Linked DNA regions of Sus scrofa: region 1 is linked to region 2. A link is a contact called in public HiChIP or PLAC-seq data. All regions are on one chromosome and are shown on one strand. The core of a region is the stretch at or near the end of the contact, and the rest is flanking DNA. Distances in the headings are between cores, read along the strand shown. Region 1 has its middle 87 kb from the start of ATF7IP. Region 2 overlaps GUCY2C (guanylate cyclase 2C (heat stable enterotoxin receptor)).

The links. HiChIP or PLAC-seq counts read pairs in DNA pulled down with a chosen protein or histone mark.
Region 1: an H3K27ac HiChIP or PLAC-seq map of skeletal muscle shows a contact between it and region 2. The contact joins two enhancer-like sites. A contact is called at or near these places in 1 of 47 Hi-C or Micro-C datasets (embryonic fibroblasts) and 2 of 2 datasets of contacts at active chromatin or transcription factors (alveolar macrophages and skeletal muscle).

Annotation. Positions count from the first base shown.
Region 1 is chr5:58,233,314-58,240,626 of Sscrofa11.1, forward strand. No RefSeq gene overlaps it. Among named protein-coding and RNA genes, the nearest start is that of ATF7IP, 87 kb to the left of the region's middle. Within about 2 kb of position 3,073, at least 68 of the 83 cell types and tissues checked have an H3K27ac peak or open chromatin away from gene starts, as enhancers often do. A contact at or near this core is called in alveolar macrophages and skeletal muscle, where this site is marked.
Region 2 is chr5:57,880,913-57,887,710 of Sscrofa11.1, forward strand. It overlaps GUCY2C (guanylate cyclase 2C (heat stable enterotoxin receptor)), which reads left to right. Exons shown (of 27, transcript NM_214105.1): 19 at 1-53; 20 at 2,518-2,609; 21 at 6,068-6,226. Among named protein-coding and RNA genes, the nearest start is that of GUCY2C, 62 kb to the left of the region's middle. Within about 2 kb of position 1,344, at least 11 of the 83 cell types and tissues checked have an H3K27ac peak or open chromatin away from gene starts, as enhancers often do. A contact at or near this core is called in alveolar macrophages and skeletal muscle, where this site is marked.

The DNA.
Region 1 (7,313 bases), core at 1,823-4,322, 350 kb after region 2:
TCAGCTTCTGTGAAACAGAAGACTGTGTAGAGGATAGCGACTTCTGTTGGGAAGGAAGTAGGGCAGAGGACCAGATATTGAGGTGATTTAATCAAGATAGTCTAGGTCATGCCGTGTAACAAATAGCCACCAGTTCTTAATGGTGGAACATGCCAAAAGTTCATTTCTCACTCATACTATTAACCAATGTAGTTTGGCTGGAAGACTTCAGCTGAAACAGGTTTTACCTCAACACTCATTACTATGATCTCTCTGGAGTTAGGATGGGAAAGTGGCAAACGGTTTACTGGATCCTAAAACTTTTTCCTGAAAGTAACATATCACTTCCTCTCTTGTCTTATTGACCAAACTATACCTAATTTCAAAGAGGTCAGATAATGCAATCTTATGTTGTGACCAGAAACTGGGAATGCAGAAATATTTGAACATCACTGATGAGTTACCGGCAGGAGAAAAGTAGTGTCTGAAAAAGCTGCTTGCTGGAGGGATCAGAAACTGGGGTTGTAGTATGAAAACAGACTTCCCACACTCTCCCTCCTAACATTCACAAACCTTTTAAGGAATCTCTCTCCTTGTCCTTGTCTTTAAGAGCTGCATGGTTGAACAGATCAGATATTAGGGACACCATGCAGGGAGAGAGCCTAGCTTAATTGCTAGTGCTAGACCTTAGCCCAGCATGTGGAAACAGGTCTTAGCAAACTAACTGAAAATTTCGGTGAAAACAGTATTGACTCAGCATCAGGTATTTAATTGCACTCTGGTGTCAGGCCAATAATGTGAAATTGTGCTAATAAACCTAAACTTATAAATAACATATTGAAATGTTAAAGTTTTGTATTGGTGAGATCTGTAGGTCAATAGCTCACTTTTGCAAGATTCTTCATACTTGTGAGGTGGCTCTTATTCTAGTAAGATGCGCAGAAGCCCTGTGGGCCAGGGAATCGATCAATTCTCCTGCTAGGCTAGTCCTCTAGTTCCAGTCCTCAGATCTCCTGACATACTGGACTTCAGTTTCCCTGCTTTGCCTTTATCTTTTGAGTTCTTTTATGTCTACCTGATAGCTAACCAATTGATAAATCTGGAGCTAAAACTCTGTTCTGACTCCAGCTCTGGTATTCTTCTAGCTCACTCCATCCCATTTTTCAGCTCTTTACAAGAAGTTCTCTGATGATCTCGCTGCTCCACCCAGTCTTACTCTGTTTTTCACGTCCCTTTCTCCCCCCCCCCAATCTCATTTCTGCCTTTATAAAGTATGTATCATACCACTCGGCAACAGCTGATTTCCTGGGTATCTTCCTTCCCAGCCTGTGAGCTCTTTGAAATTAAGTTTCATGTTTTACCTGTGCCTTTTAAAATTCACAGGTCTAGTACAGTGAATAGTAACAAAGTGCCTGATCATTAAGAAGTGTTCAATGAATGCTGAATGAATATTTAATACTACAAGGATCAAACTTGGGGAGGGTGATTATATGTCTCTGAGTTCTGGGAATTTCCAATATTCTGTGAATCTTTAAAAATTCACTGTAAAGGAGTTCCCATCGTGGCTCAGCAGTTAACAAATCTGACTAGGAACCATGAGGTTGCAGGTTCGATCCCTGGCCTCACTCAGTGGGTTAAGGATCCCGTGTTGCCGTGAGCTGTGGTGTAGGTTGCAGACGTGGCTCGGATCCTGTGTTGCTATGGCTCTGGTGTAGGCTGGCAGTTACAGGTCTGATTTGACCCCTAGCCTGGGAACTTCCATATGCTGCGGGAGCGGCCCTAGAAATGGCAAAAAAAAAAAAAAAAAAAAAAAAAAAAAAAAAAGAAAGAAAGAAAAAAAAAATTCACTGTAAAGATCCATTGTTTGCATTTCCTAAAGCAGGATAAGCTAACAGTATCTAGTGAAATGTAATTAACTAGGGAAAGGTCAACAAATTTAGGCCTTAATTTAGTATCAACAATTCATCCAATTAACTCTGTACAGGGGTGACACTGGCAGTGGTTCTCAACTCTGTTCCAGGTTGGGAGTGGGGTGACACATTTCATTAAGTAATCTTCTGGCAACAGAATCTCTAGGGATGGGGTGGAAAGTGTAGTTTGAAGAAGCCCCTCAGGGATGGGGTGGAAAGTGTAGTTTGAAGAAGCCCCTCAGGGATGGGGTGGGAAGTGTAGTTTGAAGAAGCCCCTCAGGCAATGCCTATAAATTCACCCAGGGGATAATGTGACCCATTTTCTGTCCTCCCCCAACAGTGCACAAAAGGGCAGATGTTGAGGCAGAGCAATCTGATTTTGGTCTTGGAGAATTTGTGATGGATTGGGCTCCCCTGAGGCACCCAGAATTAGGTAGTAGAGCTTTTACTACCACGAGGTAGCCAAGCTCTTACTTTTTCTGGTTCATACAACTGTTTAAAAGTTACATTATTTATAGGCGTAGGCATTTATAGAAGGTCATTTGTCATTAAGGTTATAGTGACTGCTTTTGTTCTTGGTCTTGGGGGAGGGGATTGACAACCACGGCCCTGTCTTCAATGCTCAGGGTGTAATCTGGCTGTAGATCACTTGAAAGCCGGGAGTTGTACAGTCACCCTCTCACACTGTCTTCTTTCAGCCTCTTGGCAGGAGTTTCCTAACTCGATGGAGTGGAGACTTGCAGGAGTAGAACTGGAATGTCTTCCGCATTCCTCCTCCCCTCCCTCTTCCTCTCGTCCCTCCTCCCCCCTCAACTATCCCCCTCCGTACCCATCTTCCCCTCCCCCTTCTCTTCCTCCTCCTTCACCTCCTCCACCTCCTCCTTCAGGCACGGGTTGCAGGTGCAGTGCAGGGAGGAGGGGGAGGGTCGAGTGGCTGGAAGCAGAGAGTGGGAGGATGGGAGTCCAGAAAGCCCGGGCAGCTCCCAGGCCCCCGAGCACGTGCACATGGACCCTGTAAACATTATCTGTAGAATTATCATAAAGTAGGCAAAAAGGCAGGGCCAGCTTCACCAGGCCTTCTGAGAGGACGCACCGCTGTTTTAATTATAGGTTTAGGAAGCGCCAGTTCATTCATGACTACTAATCTCTCATCTGTAAAATGGGGGTAAAACAAATATTATCCAAAAATAGGAAGCTTGCGTGACAAAGCTCTGTTCACTTCCTGTGAATAGTTGGGAGGAACTAAGTAACCGCGCTTTGTTGATTTTTATTCCAGCCAAGTACAAAGACAGACCCTATACAACAAATGTTTTCCTTTGTTCTGGGCCTTGTAAAGAGTCATTTCTCTACAAAGAAAGAATCCCCTTTGTGCATTCCCTGGCCCGCCGGCCGCGGGGATTATGAAGAGAGAGCTCTCTCGAGCTGTTTTCCTGGTTAGAGACATTGTTCTGGAAAGCAGGCTGGGTTGCCATGGTTACGGCTCCCCAGCGGCCTCGCCCTGCCCCTTTCCACCCGGCTAGCCTGCGCCGCCTGCTAGTACCAGGGCAGTCTTGACTTCAAATGTTCCTCCCGCACGGAAATGGCAAGGAAATTCCAAACTATAATTCCCAGATGGCCTCTGAAGCCAGAGGCAGGAAAAAATAATCCCTTGTAAGGCAGGCCAGTATTGTTCTTGAAAAAACAGCCCTTAGATTGAAAGCTTGTTGAAGGCAGGAACCACGCCCTCATCACTGAACCAATCCTCCTCTCTCACCAAAACCTACTTACCCCCCAGCCCAAAGTAGGCTGATACACAGTAGGGTCTGGAGATAAATTTTAAACCATTTGCCAGGGAGGTTGCAGTTTAACAGCCGGTTAAAAGCAAGGACTGGACCAGAATCTTGGTCTGCCATTTAAATAGATGAAATACCTAATCTTTCCAAGCACCGTTTTCCTCATCTCCAGAATGGGAACGATAATGTCTAACTTAGAGATATATGGTGAGTATTGAATAAGATAATTTAATATGTGAAATACTTGGTACTGTGTTTCACTTACAGCAAGCTCTCAATATTATGATTCTGATTATTGCTGTTATTGTTATCTCCTTGCAGCCTTCTGCATGTTCTTGTGGGGAAAAACCCTGCCCTCTACTAAAAAACCCCAAACCCCCAAAAAACTTTCTAGCAGAGGCTATAGCAGCCAAGGTGTAATAGTTAATGAAATGAATATAGAAGCGCTGCGTAAGTTACTTATTTGTGCAATAGCGTCGAATAAGACATGATAGTAACAAGCTTCGTTTATGGACGATTGTTGCATATAAATAATGCGTAGTGGATGTGTTCCAACTGTTCACCGGTATATCAACGATAGATTAACAAGGTTAAAATAGCAGTGACGGCTTTTAGTTTGACCTCCCTCTCACCTCCCCCAATTTCTCAAGGGATTTTGAAACCCTACAGACCCGGTTTTGAGTGTGTGTGTGTGTGTGTGTGTGTGTGTGTGTGAGAGAGAGAGAGAGAGTGGGGGGGAGAAGGGGGGGGAGAGAGAGAGAGAGGGACATAGGGAGAGAGAAAGGAAGAGGGGAGAGAAAGAGACCCAGACTGTACACTCACAGGGGTCTCCACAGTCCTCCCCAAACCAGGGCTGCCTTCCAATTCAAACAAGCCTTAAGGTCTGAAGGCACTCATCTGGTGCCTCTGGAAGATTCTAAACATCCTTGGGATATTCAGGGGAAAGGGAATTTAGCAACGCCACCCCAAAATTTGCTCTGGCCCCTCCCCCAGCTAAGTTCGGACTTTGGCTAGAATTCCTGGGCAGCTTTTGGAGTTTTGGGGGGTCAGGAGATGTAACCGGTCCCAGAAGCTCTCAGTCGAACCTGGCCGCAGGATGTGCACACCCTCGACAGCTGCGGACCACAGCTCAGACTGTTAGACGCTCAGAGGAGCCACTTCGAGGGTGGGACTGATCAGATGTCAGAGGTTCTGGCACCTGGGGGAGGGGAAGCGAGGACAGGATTATCATTCCACTGTTACCCAACACTGCCAGGTCTCTTGGTTGAGAAGGTATGTACAGCTCGTATGTGTTTTTACGGCACGAATGAAAAGAGCATGTGGACAGTCTTTATGGTCGTTAATGCACAGGGCCGAAGGAACCTGGTCATTACATGTACAAATGCCAAGTGTATGTAGGGCGCTCCCAAGACACCTATGTGCGGTGTATATTGAGATTGTGCAATAATGCAGCAGAGGTGTGGAAAGGCGGTGTGAACTGCACGGTGTGAAGCGTTGTTCCCTCTCCTTCAGACCCTCTCACACATCCCTCCCCCACACCCGCACACACGTTAAACTACCCTTGACACAGACTCCTCCCCTCCCCCAACACCGCAGCCAGCTTTCTCTGAAAACTGATACCCTGAGGCCCTTTCCCTTACCAGCCACAATTAGGGGAAGTAGAAGGGAAAATGCGGACTGGATCAAGGCACAGAGGCAGTGCTCTGTCATTTTTCCTTCCGCAATAGGCCACTGTTCCGGCTCCAGGCCTTATATTTTATCTGACTTTGCAACGCCAGGAAACAGCTTTAGGCTCCTGCGAGTCCAGGCCGAATCCACTTCTCTCTGCGAAATCCATTTTGTATTTTCTCTTTCACCCTCATCAAGTCTCAGCCGAGGCTGTTGTTCTCAATCCAGCTCAGAAACTGGCTCAAACCGCCCTGAACTGGATTTGGTGGCTGTTGAGACACAGTTTCTGCCTCTTTGTTAGGGCGGATCCGGCCTCATTTGCTCCTCTGTTTCCCTCCCTCCTGTTTTCCCAGAGTCACCAACAGCAATTCCCCTCCCCCTGCTTTCCAGTTTGGCATTTTTTTACCCTTCCCTGGGCCAAGGCCCCCTGAAGTAGATTAAATTCTTTAATAAAATAGTGGATTTAGGTTGTAAAGCTTCAGCTTTTATTACATTAACTATTTAGTTCTGCTTTTCTCAAATTTGTTATCTAAACCAATTGACATGGTGCCCTTAAAATCTTGGCTCTCATTTTAACCTAGAAATATCTTAAATCTTCACTCTGGATGGAAATAACTTTAAATTTCAATTCAAAGGCTGAAAGATTAATTTGTTTTGTAGCTATATTTAAGTCAAAATAATTTATTCATTTCTTTGTTGAGAAATGACAAAACATAAAATGTATGGAATTTTTAAGTAGCCACTCATACTAACTGTTGCAACTGCGCGATTCCCAGAGAAAAGAACTGAAGACTTGAGATTGTTTTGGTTTTCGAACGTGTAATTATAACCCCTGGTCAGATTCTGTGAATTGTTTAGGGAAGAAGGCTGTTTGGAGAATGCGCGGGAACCATTCCTAACGTGATGCAGGTGGAGGCAAAACTAGGAGTGTGACGGAATGAGGAAAGGATAGGGCTGGGCTTCTGTAAGTTTTCTATCAAATTTAAGCATTTCTCACGTTTTGGAACTAGATAAGAGGGGGCGATTGTACAACATCGTGGAGGTATTAAATGCCACTCAATTGTACATTTTACAATGTTGATTTTATGTCATGTGAATTTAATCTCAGTTTTTAAATATTAAGCGTTTCTTGCGAAGAATTTTTTGTTTTCTTCTTGTGGGTTTTTGAAAAATCAGAGAGGACACAGATGATAAGCAACCATATTCGGGGTGTGTCTCCTTTCGGTGCTTGACGACTCACTAGTCTCCCCCTGCTGGCCAAAGCGAGCAACGTGTCACATCGTCGGAAGGCCTTTTGAGCCTGTCTCAATTATATGTCGAAGCACAAATAACAGGCTGCTTTTTTAGGAATCCTTCTCTTTACTTGTTTCGTGTGCATTTCATTTGTCTTACTTGTGTGCTTGGTATCAGGCTCTTTTACCAAACGAGGATCACAGACATTTTGCTTCTGTGAGGTTACAAAGGATTAATTAAAACTCAGCAGTTTAAAATTCACCCCTACATCCCCAAGCAGAACCATAAATGCTGTCATTTATCCTAAACTAAAAACCAGAGTTAAATTGATCATTTACATGTTTAGTTTCAGTAGAGCAGAAAGCCCTGGAAAAAAGCCAATTTTTTTCCCCAGTAGATCTGGAAAAGCTATTTTTATGTGAGGGGGGGGGGGGCTTTGTCTAGTACCCTGAGAAAGACTGGTTTTGGGTGAAGGTAATCCTCAAAACGTATGTATAAAAGGTCAGTTGCTCAATTAAATTTGTTTTTATGAAATTTACAAAGCTTAAGTAATTATTATGGGAAGAAAAACAGTAGTTTAAGCTATACTGGAGGTCAAGTAATCCAGATAAGCCTCCTCCTTGTTAGATCATTTGTTACTTTAGGATCTTCTCACCTTTTGTTTCACTTGCTTAAAATGCTCCTCCCTTCTCCAGTTCCTCCTATTTATGGTCAGGCCTCACCTCTCAAGCCTTTCCTTATATGTCACCTC
Region 2 (6,798 bases), core at 94-2,593:
AACCCTTCCGCCCAGATCTGTTCCTGGAAACAGCAGAGGAAAAAGAACTGGAAGTGAGTTCTATCTCCCAGCGTGAATGTCTTTGGGCTGCTGCAGCAAAGTACCACACACACACTGAATTAAAACAGAAACATACTGGTTTACAGTTCTGGAGGCCGGAAGTCTGCAGTGAGTTGTCGGCAGGTCATGCTCCCTCTAGTGGCTCGGGGGGAGAATGTATTCCCTGCTTCTTCCAGGAGCTTCCGGTGGCTTAGACGTTCCTTGGCTTCCGGATCCTCCTCTAATCTCTACCTCCAGGCCACTTTCTCCTCTTCAACTTTCCCTCTGCTTCTCTCTTCTGTAAGAATGCTTGCAACTACGTTCAGGCCCACCAAGATAATCCAGCATTACCTCCCCATCACAAGATCCTTTATCATATCTGCAAAGACCCTTTTTCTAAATAAGGTCAGCTTCACTGGCTCTAGGAGTGGGGACACATCCTTGGGAGCTACTGTCAGCCGCCCATACTCCCAAATCAGGAAAGAGTTCCTTAAGCGCACATGTCACATTCTCAAGGTTTAGGAGCTAAAAGTGTAAAATGTCCATGTGATACACTTACTAAGGTTATAAATATTACCTGCTGATTAAATAGCAAATATGGCAACATCTAGAAACAATAAAGAAATGTACTTTCACTCTTTCTATCCTTCCTCTGAAGAAAATGGAGATTTTTCTCTCTTTGTTTGCTTAATTTTTTTTAAACAATCTCTCACAAAGGCCTTTAAGACCTATGGGGAAAAAAAAATCTAATTTTGGGAGGGAATTTTTTCTGAGCTTTTATAATTCAGGAGATGATAAGTAAATGCTCACAAAATATTTATGGTCTTTTAAAAAAACCCATGTTTTTAACACTTTTGCTCTTTGAAAGGTAAAGATAAAAATATTTTGCTTCAGTTTACAGGCGACCTGCCAGATGAGGTTTAGGGCCAGACTCTGCTGGGCAGGAATGGGCCATTTTTACTTCTCTCTCTTTTTGTCAACATTAAAGGCAGGCTGTGGCCCCAAGGTTCTGAGATCCATCTGCCCCTATAATTGCCACCACCTCCTCCCTTCCTTTCCTCTTGCTTTTCTGAATGCTGGGATTCCTCCCTACACATCAGCATTTCTCTTCTAAAACCCTCCTTTCTAGTCTTTATATCCACATGTTGCTTAAGACCTCTTTCACCAAAGCATCTTCTCCTCAATTCACACATGTAGCTGGATTTGGTTCTGGAATTAGCAGTGAGGAATTAGATTCCGTATCTGGTAGGTGGTTCCCAAAGCATACAGGCCTGAAGCTGGATGACTTGGCAGTGCCTGACGAGCATCTGCTGTTCCATCTGTTGCAGCTTCTGTCCCCTCCTTTCCAAGGCAGGTAGCCTGCAGATCGTTTTCCCAGGCAAGAGCATCACCTAGTGGTGAATCTAGGCAACCACAGTTCTAGACTAGTCCTGTCACTCCCAGGGGACTTGATTAAGGCAAAGAGCACAGACAGGAACTGCTTCTCAAACCATTTGTGGTCCTGTTTTGGGTCATAGTGAAGAACGATCTTTATTTAAAACATGGTTTTTATTATGCTTTTTGATCCCACAAAAGCCGCAAACAGGTGGCACCAAAGGAGATGATGATTCCAAGGGCTTCCTTGTACCTCCCCTTCCTTGCTTCTCTTCTCCACTGCAGTGGGCATTGCATCACCTGGGGAACTTAAAAATGTATAGATTATTGGCCTTTGCCCTTGGAACAACTGGAACATACTTATGCTAAACGAATCATGCATTATCTGAAATTCAAGTTTACCTGAGTGTCCTGGATTTGTATTAGCTAAATCTGAGGACCCTAATAAGGCCCCTTCACAAATCAATTAATTCAGAATCTCCTGAAATCGTAACTTTTGTGAACACTGCTCCGACAATTGCACCATCAGGCATGGTTGAAAACTAATTTCATAGAGCCTCGCTCTCGTTTAGAGTTACTGGCCTCTTACTCACTGAGCTCCGATATTTATTGCCCTTCCCAAAATAAACCCTGCAAATGTCTGGAAAGCATTTTGTATCTCCCATCAACCTGACCTCATCAAAACCAGTACCACCATTTTTATTAGTTTAGGGCTGAAGGGAAGGGTGAGGCAAGGGAGTGCAGGTGGCTGTGACTGAGAGAGGCTACAGGGAACTGAGCCATCCCATCCTCTTTGTCAGAGTTGAGATTTTTTTTTTCTTTTTTGCTTTTTAGGGCCACGCGCATGGCATATGGATGTTCCCAGGCTAGGGGTCCCTTCGAAGCTGTAGCCGCTGACCTATGCCTTAACCCATTGGGAGAGGCCAGGGATCAAACCTGAAACCTCGCGGTGGTTCCTAGTCAGATTGTTTCCACTGTGCTTTTGGAACTCCTTTGTGTTTTTTTGTTTGTTTTTTGAGATGTTTTAAAACTATTCTCCCATCCCTGAACAGAATAAGATAGGATACAGCCCCCTGAGTTAATCTGCCTTGTCTGCCTTTCTAGGTCTATCTGCTTGTCAAAAACTGCTGGGAGGAAGATCCAGAAAAGAGACCAGACTTCAAGAAAATTGAGAATACGTTGGCCAAGATATTTGGGTATTGCTGAAATTTTTACTTTTCCTCACTAATTTCAGACTTTTCTAATAATAGTTGATACTCAGTGGCAGCTAAGTGTGAGAATGTCTTTTCTAATGAAAAATCTCAGACTGCAATTCCCCTCAAAAGAATTAAAGTGATCCAGAGACTAACAGACGATTTTTCTCAGGGAAATAATCACTTGAAAAGTTAAGAATTCGAGGGCAAAACTTGCCTGATTAGAAACTAAATTCCGACTGATCACAAATATATCTGTTAAGGAGTTCCCGTCGTGGCGCAGTGGTTAACGAATCTGACTAGGAACCATGAGGTTGTGGGTTCGGTCCCTGCCCTTGCTCAGTGGGTTAAGGATCCGGCGTTGCCGTGAGCTGTGGTGTAGGTTGCAGACGCGGCTCGGATCCCGCGTTGCTGTGGCTCTGGCGTAGGCCGGTGACTACAGCTCCGATTGGACCCCTAGCCTGGGAACCTCCATATGCCGTGGGAGCGGCCCAAGAAATAGCAACAACAACAACAACAACAACAAAAGACAAAAGACAAAAGAAAGACAAAAAAACAACAACAACAACAACAACAAATATATCTGTTAAAAATAGAGTTCCCTGACACTTCTGCTGGTGATTAGGATTTAGAAGTCTAGTATGAATCATGGAAATCTGCAGAGCCCCTGGATAATTCTTAAGATCCCCAAGTTTCTTAAATTTTTAAAATCTTTTTTTTTTGGTGGTGGTTGTTGTTTTTTATGGCCACACCCATTTCATATGGAGAGTCCCAGGCTAGGGATCAAATTGGAGCTGCAGCTGCAAGCCTACACCACAGCCACAACAACATGGGATCCTAGTTTCATCTGTGACCTACATGACAGCTCAGGGCAATGCCAGATCCCCAGTTCACTGAGTGAGGGCCAGGGATTAAACCCAAGTCCTCATGGATCCTAGTTGGGTTCATTACTGCTGAGCCACAAGGGGAACTCCCTAACAATTTTAAAATCCTAAAATCTGAAACTTTGACCTTAAGCACTTAAGACTGGAGCCATGAATCAGATTATAATTTGGGATCAAAAAAAATAGCACACAATTATCCAATAAGATTAAGTTTTAGATTTCTCATGTTTTCAGTTAGATACAATGCAGGGTGAGAAAAACAGCTCTGAGGTTAAGAGTTAGGTGATCCAGTTTCTAGACTAGGGTCTAATAATAGCTTGTTGGACTTTGGACAAGCCACTTACCCTAACTGGGTGTCAGTTTTGTTGCCAGTAAAATTGGAATGAACAAGATGATTTCTGCAGTTTCTTCCAGCTCTAACTTCTGGAGGTTCTCATTAAGTCAAAGACACAGATATTTAATGAGGCTAAAAAAAGTCCAGGGCTGAGATGAGGGGGAGTGAAGGCAATGAAAATGTGGCCATTGAGTGATAAATCTAAACCATCATTTGTAAGAAAAGGAGCGAGAAATAATAAATGGAATTATAAATGATTCCATTCTTATCCCTTTTCATTTCTTCGCAGATAAGATTGTATATGTGACAGACTGGGACACAGGTTTATCCCCAGTCTGGCATTGCCACAGCTGTCGCTAAGGTCGAAACTGTGGCTCGGATCTGATCCCTGGCCGGGGAGCTCCATATGCCGAGGGACAGCCAAAAAAAGAAAAAAAAAGATTGTATGTGTGACAGATGAAATGTAAGCTCATGAAGACAAAACTGGGCTCCTGATATTTAGCCTTTAATAGGGTGACTTTCAACTTGGCTGTACATTGTGATACCTGGGGAGATTTTTAAAATACTGTTGCCAGAATCATACCCTAGAGAGTCTGTTGTAATTGATCTGGGCACAGGCTGGCTTCAGGAGTTTAAGTAAGCTCCTCAAGTGATTAAAATACACAGCCAAGGTTGAGGAAACTGTTTTAATTGAATCAATTCATCATGAAGTAAAATAATTCATCTTCAGCCCTGACACCTGCTCCCTCACTCTTTCTACCCAGTGAGACTCCATAATGGTGTCTGGTAAGAATCTCCTAGGGAACTTGTTAAAAAATTCTCTTAATCCCAAGCCTAGCAGTTTCCAATCATAGAGATGTGTGATAGGACTCAGAAATGCTTTGTGTTGTTTTTTTTTGTTTGTTTGTTTGTTTGTTTGTTTTGTTTTTTTTTTATGGCTGCACCAGTGACATGTGCAAGTTCCTGGGCCAGGGATTGAACCCCTTCCTCAGCTGTGACCTACACCACAGTGCCTGGCGGGGGTTGAACAGCGCCTCCACAGCGACCCAAGCCACTGCCATCGGATTCTTAACCCATTGTGCCACAGTTGGAACTCCAGAGATGTGTTGGATTTTTAACAAACATCCCACCCACACCAAAGGAGATGACGATGTAGTCTGTTTTTTCGAGTACAAAAGTGGTCACTTTTAATTGCTGTGATGATGATATGATATGGTGTGGTTTATTCATCCCCTTCAACTCTGTTGTTTCCAAATCTCACAACAGTTGTACGAGAATTCCATGTGCCTCCCGCCTGGGCTCTGCACCAGGCATGTCATAGGATCACAAAAAGCAGGCATCTCATTTAAGTCATCTTGGTCTAACAAAATAATCCAGAGTTAGGACCATGACTTTGTTCGGAGGAAATAAGAAAAGGCTCAGCTTTACTTTTCTTGGTCCTTTTCTTATATTTTTTTTAATTGGAAAATGTTCATTATTAAAACTTTAGAAGAAATGAATGAGCAAGCAATGTTTAAATAGATGACCACGAGTTTTCAAAAATTAAAAATGAGATGATAATTTTTGCTGTTTTATAAACCAACTTTTTCCACTTAACATAGAGGTAGCATCTTTCCTGTATTTCATTCTAATTTGTGTATTTAATGATACATTCATATTCCATTGTATCATAATATTTAGCTACTTTCTGTTACACATTTAGGTTATTTTTTAATGTTTGCTATTGCAAACATTGCTTTCTTTGCAGTTTACTTTCAGTATACTCATGACTCTTTCCTTTGGATAATTCTTAGAAGTTGAGTTGATGGACTGATCAACATAAAATTCTTTTTGCTTGCACCTTCAGCATGTAGAAGTTCCCAGGTCAGGGATCCAATCCTCACCACAACAGCAACCTGAGCTGATGCAGTGACAATGCCAGATCCTTAACCACAAGGGAACTCAGGCATAAGCATTCTTAAAGCTTATTCTTAAAGCTTATTTCTCTCCAGGAAGGTGGTATTGTATATTTTTCTTCCATCTTACCTACATTGATGACCATTGTTCTAACATTTATTTTTCTTTTTTTAGTGTTGTATCTGTTTCTTTGATCCTTCCTAAAGTTAAAACTTTTTGTTATATTTGTTGGCCATTTTTATTCTCTCTTTGTTGAATTACCTGTTCATGACATTTGTCCAGTGTTTTAATGGATGTTCTTGTTTTCTTAATAATATGGAGAGCTCTTTATCTGTTACTACCCACAGCCTCTTCCATGACCAAAAAAATGAAAGTTATATGGATACCTTGATCCGACGTCTACAACTGTATTCCCGAAACCTGGAACATCTGGTGGAGGAAAGGACACAGCTGTACAAGGCAGAGAGGGACAGGGCTGACAGACTTAACTTCATGTTGCTCCCAAGGTAAGGAAGTCCTCCTGTGGATGAGATTTCCCAGACTCCACAGCCATACCTCAGCCCTCAAGGCTGAAAGCCAAAGCGTTCTTGTCTCTCATTGGTTTTCTCTGGATTTATATAGGATTGTTCTCTTTTGCATATTCTTCAACAGATTGTTGTGTTTAAAAACTGGAGTTCCCGTCATGGCGCAGTGGTTAACGAATCCGACTAAGAACCATGAGGTTGCGGGTTCGGTCCCTGCCCTTGCTCAGTGGGTTAAAGGATCTGACGTTGCCATGAGCTGTGGTGTAGGTTGCAGACGCGGCTCGGATCCCACGTTGCTGTGGCTCTGGCGTAGGCTGGTGGCTACAGCTCCAACTCGACCCCTAGCCTGGGAACCTCCATATGCTGCAGGAGCAGCCCAAGAAATGGCAAAAAGACAAAAAAATAAAAAAAATAAAAATGCATGTACCTTGCTAAGCCCTGTCCTTGTTTGCACTTTCTAAATAGCTGCAAGACAGAGGTTGTTTTCTAGCAGCCATATGGTGCCACGAAAAAAGTATGGATGGGTGAGTAAGATCTATCTGGATTGCAACACC